2 separate regions of the Hordeum vulgare genome follow, and region 2 is linked to region 1. The links are chromatin contacts, called in public Hi-C maps. All regions are on one chromosome and are shown on one strand. Each heading gives the region's core, a stretch centred on a gene start, on an enhancer-like site or on the middle of the called end of the contact. The rest is flanking DNA. Distances are from core to core; before and after follow the strand shown.

Evidence for each region. Hi-C and Micro-C count contacts between places; a contact is called where the count stands out from the background.
Region 2: a contact with region 1 is called in a Hi-C map of seedling, with 2.7 times the contacts expected there. The contact joins the promoter of LOC123395005 here to the promoter of LOC123398131 in region 1. A contact is called at or near these places in 2 of 6 Hi-C or Micro-C datasets (leaf and seedling) and 1 of 1 datasets of contacts at active chromatin or transcription factors (embryo).

The regions. Positions count from the first base shown.
Region 1 is chr5H:325,917,641-325,921,982 of MorexV3_pseudomolecules_assembly, forward strand. It overlaps LOC123398131, which reads left to right and starts at 1,791. Exons shown (of 1, transcript XM_045092641.1): 1 at 1,791-3,398. The coding sequence starts at 2,553. The coding sequence ends at 2,870.
Region 2 is chr5H:326,056,338-326,061,139 of MorexV3_pseudomolecules_assembly, forward strand. LOC123395005 reads left to right here and starts at 2,800. Exons shown (of 2, transcript XM_045089914.1): 1 at 2,800-3,091; 2 at 3,206-3,819. The coding sequence starts at 3,031. The coding sequence ends at 3,435.

The sequences.
Region 1 (4,342 bases), core at 541-3,040:
TTACAATCAATATGATACATAGAGAATGTGCTTGCCATATCCGTTGCATATGGTAAAGAGAAGTTATTTCTCTTTGTTGTCATCATAATTTTCGCTATGGAAACTATTTTGATGGATAACTCAATAGTTTAGTAGGGTACGAGTTAAACCTGGGAAGCAATAAAGCATCCCGACATTACTCGAGTACCCACAGGGATAGTAAATATGACTCAAGTTGAGCCAACAAATACCTCATCGCGTCTAGCGATTTTAAAACATCTCATTTCTCTCGATGAGAGTGGAAACATTGGACTTCCCTGAGTATAGAGTTTGTGGTGCATATGTCCACAAGGCACATGTCATCTTTCATCGGATTGACCCCTGTAGAAATCTATATATAGACATGAAGATTCTTAAGAAAATCACTGTCAGATATATAGAATACATACAAATGTATTTGTACCAAAGTGTTGATGCAATATATTGTGATATACAATATATGATGAAAACAATACTTATGTTCTTATTAGAACATCGTAAATGGACATAAATTATGTTGACCACTCAGGAGATTGAGAGACTAAACAATGTCTTCAGACATGTTAGTTGAGTCATATTCAACCACACGTTCTTCGTGTCCATAGGATCCCATCATCACTAGTGATGTCGGGTTGAAGGTTGAAGTGAGATTCAAACCTTTTCCCTTGAGTTCATTGTGTCCCAAGAATTGCTGATACAGAATAACCAGATGTTGAGATCTGGATCTAATGCCCTATAATGTATAAGACAACATTTTTTGTTAGTGGTGTGATCCTGACCAGAGGTGAATTCTGGATTGCACACATTATCCTATGAGATAGGGCAGTGGTGGCCATTGAGGGCGAGTGCCTCAAATTCTATAGCCATATGTTACCGTTGTGGGTAAACCATAGACAATTAATTTACAGTCAGTAAATTAAAGACCATCATGGTTGATGTTGTAATGAACTTAGCAAAATTAATGGATATTTCAAGAAATTATTTGAAACAATTAGTTTGAATCTCAAATTGCTAAACATGACACCTTGAAGATAATCTCCAAAATGGAGTAGATCTTGCAACACTAGGGAGTATAATCTGATGAAGTCAGTAGATACTCACTCGTAATGCCTTATGTCATGACTTAGAAAAATGTGTGGGAGAGCACTTTGTAAAGCAATTATAGTGTCAGAATGACAAAATATAGGCTTTAACAGTAATGGTGGTAATCTGCAAGCGGTAGATCTACGCACTACCTTGTGATCCCAAGCATCAATTTGAAGAACAACACTTAGAATTTTGCATACCAATTTTTGCTTGTATCAAGCCAAAGGCTCAATTAAGATGAACTGATTTTTATTTGCAAGAAAATAAAAATCTCAATTACAAATAAATGTATTAATCTCGACATGTAGCGAACATGGAGATACATACATTCTGAAATACCTCGTATTCAACGGAAATACACTACTATTGTAATGAATAGTAATGATGTTATAAAGTTGATGTTCAAATGAAAAACTTGAATTGTATAGACCTCAAATTGAATGAGATGATCTTGTATAAAGTTGCAAGATAATTTAGCAGGGTGAATTAACATTTTGCGAGAAAAAAAATCTCAATCGCAATGAGATTGTTTTGCGAGAGAAGAAAATTCTCAATTGCAAATCAATACTTTAAACGTACTGAATTTATCTTTTCAAGAGATAAAAATCTCAATTGCAATGAAATTGTTTTGCGAGAAAAAATATATACATTTCTTAGTCGCAAATCAATATTGTTTTGCGAGAAAATTTAATCTCAATCGTAAAACAATGTCGTTGTACCGGTAAAGAACATGTTATAGATCAAGCAAATAGCAGCCACATAATTCTGGAATTTTAAAAACTCTAGAGAAAATGGGCTAAATGATGATCTGCATGTGGCCTTAATGTTGCGAGTAGCAGATAGTTAGACCAACCTGCAATATACCGAAATATCCAGGAATTTACCATAAAATGATAACAGACACAAGTTTTAGCCTATTTAGAAAATAGGTAAATCCACAAGGGCTAAATTGCAAAACTTGCAAAGAGATAAGATTTCTATCTCTCTACTCTCAAGCGGTTTCTGCCAGGAGAAATCCTGTAACCGCCCGCCGCTGTTTTGGCTCGCCGGCCAAGGCTGCGGCTGCGGGAGCGTCGTCGTCTCCGCTGTGGGAAACTATGTCGGAGGGTGACGTTGTCGTGCCGTCAGCTGGCAGTAAGATGCCATCACCCGCGCGCCTAGGCGGCCACGCCTCCGCGAGGAGTCCGGGCAGGGGCCACGGCCATAGGCATCACCGTCCTGGGAGGAGCAGCGCCGAGGCTGCGCTGGTGGCCAGTAGCGCTGCCCTCGCGGTGTGCACCTTCGTCTCGCGCCGAGGCCGAAGGCCATGGCTGCGCCGTGGGGCGCCGCGATCCATGCGGTCCACGCCGCGTGCTGAGCGCAAGCAAGAGCAGTGGAGGGCCATGGGGTGGACCATGCTGTAGCCGAGGCCAAAGGTGCGCCCGAGAGAGCCGCGCTAGGTCGGGCAGATGCGGCCACTGCCCGGCGCGGGCGGCCACGGCTCGGTGTGGGCAGGAGCGAGCGCCCATGGCACGGGCGGACGCGGCCACGGTCCGGCGCGGGCAGGTGCGAGCACCCACGACGCGGACGGGTACGACCACGGCCTGGTAAGGGGCGTCGCGCGGGTGACAGGCGCGGCGCGGGCGGCGGCGCCGACGAGATCTTGCGCTGCTGCCTGTGCAACGCGACCGGCGAGCGGCAATGCCATAAGCCTCGGGGTACGGTCATGCGGGCAAGATCTCAAGAACCACTCCTCCTCCGCAAGAACGAGCGATGCAAGATCTTGAGGACAAAAGGTACTAACTCCTGATTGCAATTGTTAAATTGGAAAATAGACACCTTGTTTAGAATCAGGACTTTGGTCTTTGCTTGATCCTGATGTTGTAGACGGACGCTCTTGCCGAGGACGACTCCAACGTCACACCCAGCCACCGATGCAGAACTGCCGCTCGCTGGGTACCACGGACACCAGACCCGCTCGTGGGAGCAGCCTTACCATGGCTAGCGACGGGGCCGACGGCATGGCTGCAGAGGGCTGGCCAGCCTCGTCGCCTCGAACGCCGCCGGTCTATGCGGATGCAAGACAAAGGCCGCGACTTTTCTTCGGGACATCATCGCTTTGGTCTCTTCGTGTCTCCTCGTTGTGAGGCCAATGAGATCGCTCATCCGGGAGCGTGCTGATAACGTGTTTGAGATCAAAAATCTACTCTCTTCCATTGATGCTTCTGTATTATAGGTACAGGGAGGACGCCTCGTTTTGGAGAGGCGATGAACCAACGCGGCGGTTGCTGAAATACATGCAGGGATTTTTCTAATTAAGTATCTTAATTAATCTTAACACCAACCATAGCAATCCCCATGCTCCTGTGCCATCACCTCGCCCTCGCTCGTCGAAGCCTGCTCGCGCCCCGTGCCCTTCCTGCACCCGTCTTCAACCACACGCGCCTCCCTCACTCCTCGCGTCGGCTGACCCGCTGGACAAGGCTGCCCCGATCCCTCGCGCCCCCTCTCGACCAACTCCCGTGCGAGCTCGTCCCTGACCAAGCTGTAGTCCACCCCAAGCAGAGCACAACCTCGTCCCCGAGATCCTGCCCAAGGAACGATGCCACAGCTGTGTCGTCGAAGCCCCGCCGTCGGAGACCATCGGGCTGGCCTCACCGCCCCAACAGCTCCCCACAGCCATGACGCGCCTCCCGGGTTGACCCCATGACTCCGTTCCTCTCTCCTCCTTCATCCCCTAGTTCTTCTCTCCCTCAACCCCCGGTATGTTCTGTCTTCTTCAGGTAAACAGAGAGATGGCTCGCCGCCATGGGGATGAGGTCCTCCAATGGCGCCGCCAGGCCGTGCCATCACCGGGAACAGGATCCCCGCCCTAGATCCGGCCTCCCCAAGGTGTGGCATGTCCTTCCCCGTCCTCCACGCCTGCTGTTGTCACTGGAGCAGTGCCCAGCATGTCTCTGAACCCCGATATGAGCAGCTTTCTGCATATCTGAATTTTTGCTAGATCCATTCTAGCATGTTAAATTTATTAGTTCGTCCACAACTTTTCCTCGCATCAGCACTATTGCCGTGGTGGCTAGTGCCTCTGGTTTTCATCCAAGGGATTTGGGGTTCAGGTCCCAGAATTCCCTATAGTAGTTTTTCCACAGCCATGCTAGCCTTTGTTTCAGTCATGTGTGTTGGAGAGCCGTCTCAGTTAAAGTGGCTCTGCTAACTTGACACAAATTCCATCCCGGTGCTACTGGTTAGCGCTTTGGTT
Region 2 (4,802 bases), core at 1,550-4,049, 140 kb after region 1:
ATCCCCAAACCCACCGGCGATGGCTCGCAGTGGATCTGGAGCTACGTCCAAATCCCCAAACCCACCGACGATGGCTCGTGGCGGCCGCTCCGCAGGTGCGGGCGGTGCTGCCTCTGGTTCCTGCTCAAGCGCCTCGCCTTCCTGCGGGCCATGGCCGCCCTCTCAACCGGAGGTGGAGGGCGGGGTGGTGGCCGGAGGTGGAGCTGGAGGGTGCGGGTGGAGGGGGAGGTGAAGGTGGAGGGCGGGGGTAGAGGGCGGAGGTGAGGGCGGGGGCGGAGGCGGAGGTGGAAGACGCGATGAAGAAGAGGGCTGATTCAGAATTTGCATTAGGGGCATAAAAGTCAATTTGCTCATTTTCACCTGGTCGGAATCTACTCCCAGCGACCTATATTTTGGTAAGAGGGAGTAGATATTTGCCTTCTAACTAAATGGATTCGGCGAATGGTTCGGGGTGATGGTGGCTTGTGACTAGACCTTATTAGGGCTAAGTATCTTTGGGGCCATTCATTCTCCATGTGCACACACTCGAGGGAATCCTAGTTTTGGCAGACTATATAGGCTCTTAAACCTTGCTTCCTTCTAGGGACCGCATTGATGGTTCGGTGAGGTGTTGATACACTGTTTTGGTTGGACTGTTGGGCCGGTGCCAACCAATTACGTGCCCAATTCCCGGCCTTGTTAGTGATTACTAACTAGCCAACCATATCGGTTTCTCTAGTCGTGCAAAATGAGGGTAATGGGTTGTTGTCTCGTCGCTCCTTCAGCCCGGATGAGGCTGCTGAATGTGCACAGTTGTGGTCTAGCCTTGCAAACACAACTTTGTCGAGGCTTGGGGACTCCACTCATTGGCAGCTTGACCCGCAAGGTTGCTATTCTATTAAGTCCCTCTATGATTGGATGGCGGCTCATCAGGGACCGAAGAAATTTACAAAAATTTGGAAAACTAGGCCTCCACCTAAAATCAAGATATTCCTCTCGCAGTTAGTGAGGGGCAAGCTACCATTGGGTGAGCAAGTTTGCAAACGTAATGGGCCAGCAATTTGTATGTGTCCCATTTTTTATGTTGTTGAAGATAGTGATCACATCTTCTTTTACTATGTGTCCGCCCAGTTTATTTGGAGTGCTCCTAGGAAGATTCGGGACAATGGATGGTATCCTACGAGCTTCCCTCAGTTCTTCCCCCTACCATCTGCCTGATCGGGTCAGGCCCGAAGATTGATGTGGATCAATTTTTGAGCCTTGGTTTGGACGTTATGGTGTATTAGGAATAAACTTATTATTGAGAATATATTTACGACCATGCTTAGTGATGTGATCTATAAATTATGTGATTTCTTATAGATTTGAAGACCCCTGTGCAGATGACGGGATAGGTCCTCCGTCCATGACATGACTAAGAAGTTCAAGGAGCCCGCGGCTCGGTTGCTCATGATAACCTATCCTCCTTCAGGCTTTCATGTATCTTTCATGTGACTTTCATATATGTTTGGGTTTGTTTTGTTGTCGCTCGCAATGAGACCTTCTTCTCTCCTCTTTTATTTTTTCCGTATTTATTTTATGAGGACTGCTACAAATTAACCGGTTTATTTGTTACGAAATTAAGCTGCCTCCACATCCATCCGATTCAAATGCTCCCAGCCGCAGAATCGGGAGGCACCACACAGCTCCCATAGCAGCAGCACGCAATAGTCTCCCATGGCAGCACCGACGGACCCTTCATTGCAACCTCGCTGGAGCTTCCGACGACCGCCGGGGCGCTTTACTGCAACCTCGTCGGAGCTTCATTGCAACCTCACAGGAGTTCCAGCAACCGTCCGGGCGCTTCACTGCAACCTCGTCGGAGCTTCATTGCAACCTCGCCGGAACTCGAACGAACGTCGGCGCTTCACTCTAGCTTCGACGGCCCTTCATCACAATCTCGACGACGTTTCATTGCAGCGCAAACACCGACACCGTGGTGCTCCATCGTAGCACCACGTCGCCGCCGGCGGAGCTTCCCTACAGAGTCTCCACCACCGCACGGTCGTGCTCCATCGCAGCAACGTCCGCCCCCGTCAAAGCTCCACCGCAGCACCCGACAGGCGTCGACAAAGATTCACGTGACGGTGACGGGGTGTTGTGGTGAATCATGCGACGACGATGTCACATGTTGTGACACAACCCGATGGCGGCCAAGATGTTGTGACGCAGCACACAGAGGCGACGGAGCTTTGGGGGAGGGATGTTGCGATGCTCGTCTCTTCCTCCTCCAACACCATCGTCGTCTGCAGCTCCGGTGGCCACTAACACGCAGCCCCGCGGGATCTCGTGATGCCACCCACACCATGCACACCATTGCTCCCCTCGCAGGTACGCCTCCTCGTCGAGTGGTAGCCATCGCAGCGCTACGGGACCCCTTGTAGAAGCAGCAGCTTGTCGACTGGGGGTGGGAGAGGTGAGGAGCTCGGGAAGAGAAGAAAGCAAGGTTGTAGTGGTAATGGGGAGAGAGGGGATCGGATGCTCCGATTGAGAGGAAGGACGACTTAGACTGGGAAAAGGATAAGGTTACGGGGCAGTGCGGTGCATCGTTTCCACAGGACACGTGTCAATCTTTTGAGGCGATTTACAGAAACGAGAAATCAGCCGAGTGAATTAGAACGTTTCCTTTATTTTATACACCATTATTTTCGGCTGGCTTGTATAATGATATGTGTTTTACCTATAAAGCAAGGCGTGGAGCTTTTTTTGTCAGATACTTTCTAAGTCGTTGGCGTGATGACGAGCAACCTGGATAAGAAGGGCCTCATAAAACCTCGGGCTACCTCCGAATAGAGGGGCAACCCAACAAAGCAAACCGCGACAGAAACTGGTGGCTGGGCCACTGGTTTCATTTATCTTTTTCCTTCAGCTCACGATCAATAGAAGCCAGTGGGCGCTCTGCGCAGCTACAAATACGCCACCAACCTGACCCGCTGATCCCATCCAATTCCCCATTCCCAGAGAAAGTCATCCGAGAATCATTGTAAGAAATCAGGAACTCGTCGACCGGAGATGGAGAAGATGAGCTCGTCGGTGCAGTCCTGGGTGGACCAGCACAAGCTCGCCACCGTCGGTCAGTCTCAGCCTCTCGGACCCCACCTTCCTCCCGCGATCTCCCGTCTCCGATCGGTGTTTTGACGTAATTGTGATGTGAGACCAGGTATTTACTAATTTTGGTTGGATGCAGGGGCGATGTGGACGGCGGCGGTTGGCGCCTCGGTGGCGTGCGGCCGGCGGCGGGGCAAAGCGGCGGGATTCACGGTCGCTGCCGCGCTCGGCGGAGCGGCGCTGGCGCGCCACTATTACACCGTCAAACGGAGGGAGGAGGAAGCGAGGTGCTTCGAGCTGGACTTCTACTCGCAGCTGCCGGCGGCCACCGGCGATGACGGCCAAGAGAACGAGCGGTGGAGCTACTAGCAGATCAGACGTTCGGATCACGGCCGGCCGGCCGGCCGGCCGTGGATCGAGACCAGACGATGATGATGACGACCAATTAGCACCAGTTAATTAATAGCCCGTGACGTGGCGCCGCTCATTTGTCCTAATCCATCCAGCGAGGAAGGCGGGATTATCTTATCTACTTTGTACTATCCATCCAGCAAGTGCCATTGTTGTCTCCATCATCTAGTAGGTGTGATGGGGTGGGGGTAGGATTAATTCCCCCTTCTCTATTATCGAAGGAACCAAGAAACCCAGCGATGCCTTGTCGATTGTAGTACTAGTAGTAGATAGAATTATGTGTATCTGGATGACGTTGATTGAATAAACAACAGCGAGTCGCCTGAGTTATCCAAGTTTTAATACTGTCCGGCATACAGTGAGAAGCGAGGCCGGCCTAGTAATGAGAAAAGAATCGTGGAATCCGTGGTTGTTACATTATCCGTTCCAAGGGACCATGTCAACTGGATCTGGACGAAGAATCTATCCCGGGAGAAAGCAGAGAAAAGAGAGGAGTTAGCAATTGAATTTCAGTTGCACAGAATTGATACTCATGACAAATGCAGTGTAAGGTAAGGTCTGCTGGAATTTGACCTATTTTGGGTAAGCCCAATAACAAGTTTCAGAATTTCTAATAAATTCTAGAGGCTCACTTAGCCCATTTATACAAGGCAAGAGGTAGGACTAAAGCTTACTTTCATATTGTTAGTTTAGTAGAAAGTTGGATCTGCTTATAAGAAAGCATATTATCCCACGTGTATGAGGATGGAAACAACAGAGACATTCACGCGTGCTCTTTTGCTTCGTCTCACGTCGCTGCGTTCTGAGCTACTGCTAAGTTCTTCCCTATCCGGGCATGCAGCGTGCACCGCAGTTCGGAACAATAGGCCTTCGAAAGCACACCTTTTGAGTTATGTACGAGAGAATGGTGATAAGGTTTTTGAGGAGCGTTCTGCGCGACTACTGACCTCTTCATCACGTATGCCACGAACGCCGACGACTTTTTTGACGACATGGCCGACGCCAACACCAAAGCTAATGCTAAGTTTCTTGGTCTAGTATTTGTTTTAGATTTATTTTGTTCTAACACACATGTTCAGATGATTTTTGCCTCCTCTAGTCTTGGCTCTGTTATCTTGGTCTACTTTTCTCAAGTCTGCATGACTAGTCTTGTCTTTGTTATAATGATCATGTTTTATCTATTGTTTATCTCTTTTAAATCATTCGGTAAATTGCTCATATTTTTAACAATTCAAAATCCTTATTATAGGCAATTTATCCCGAGTGATTTTGTTGCTTTCATGAGGCCTTCTATGTTTGAGGATGTGCACTATAAGAGGTGGCGT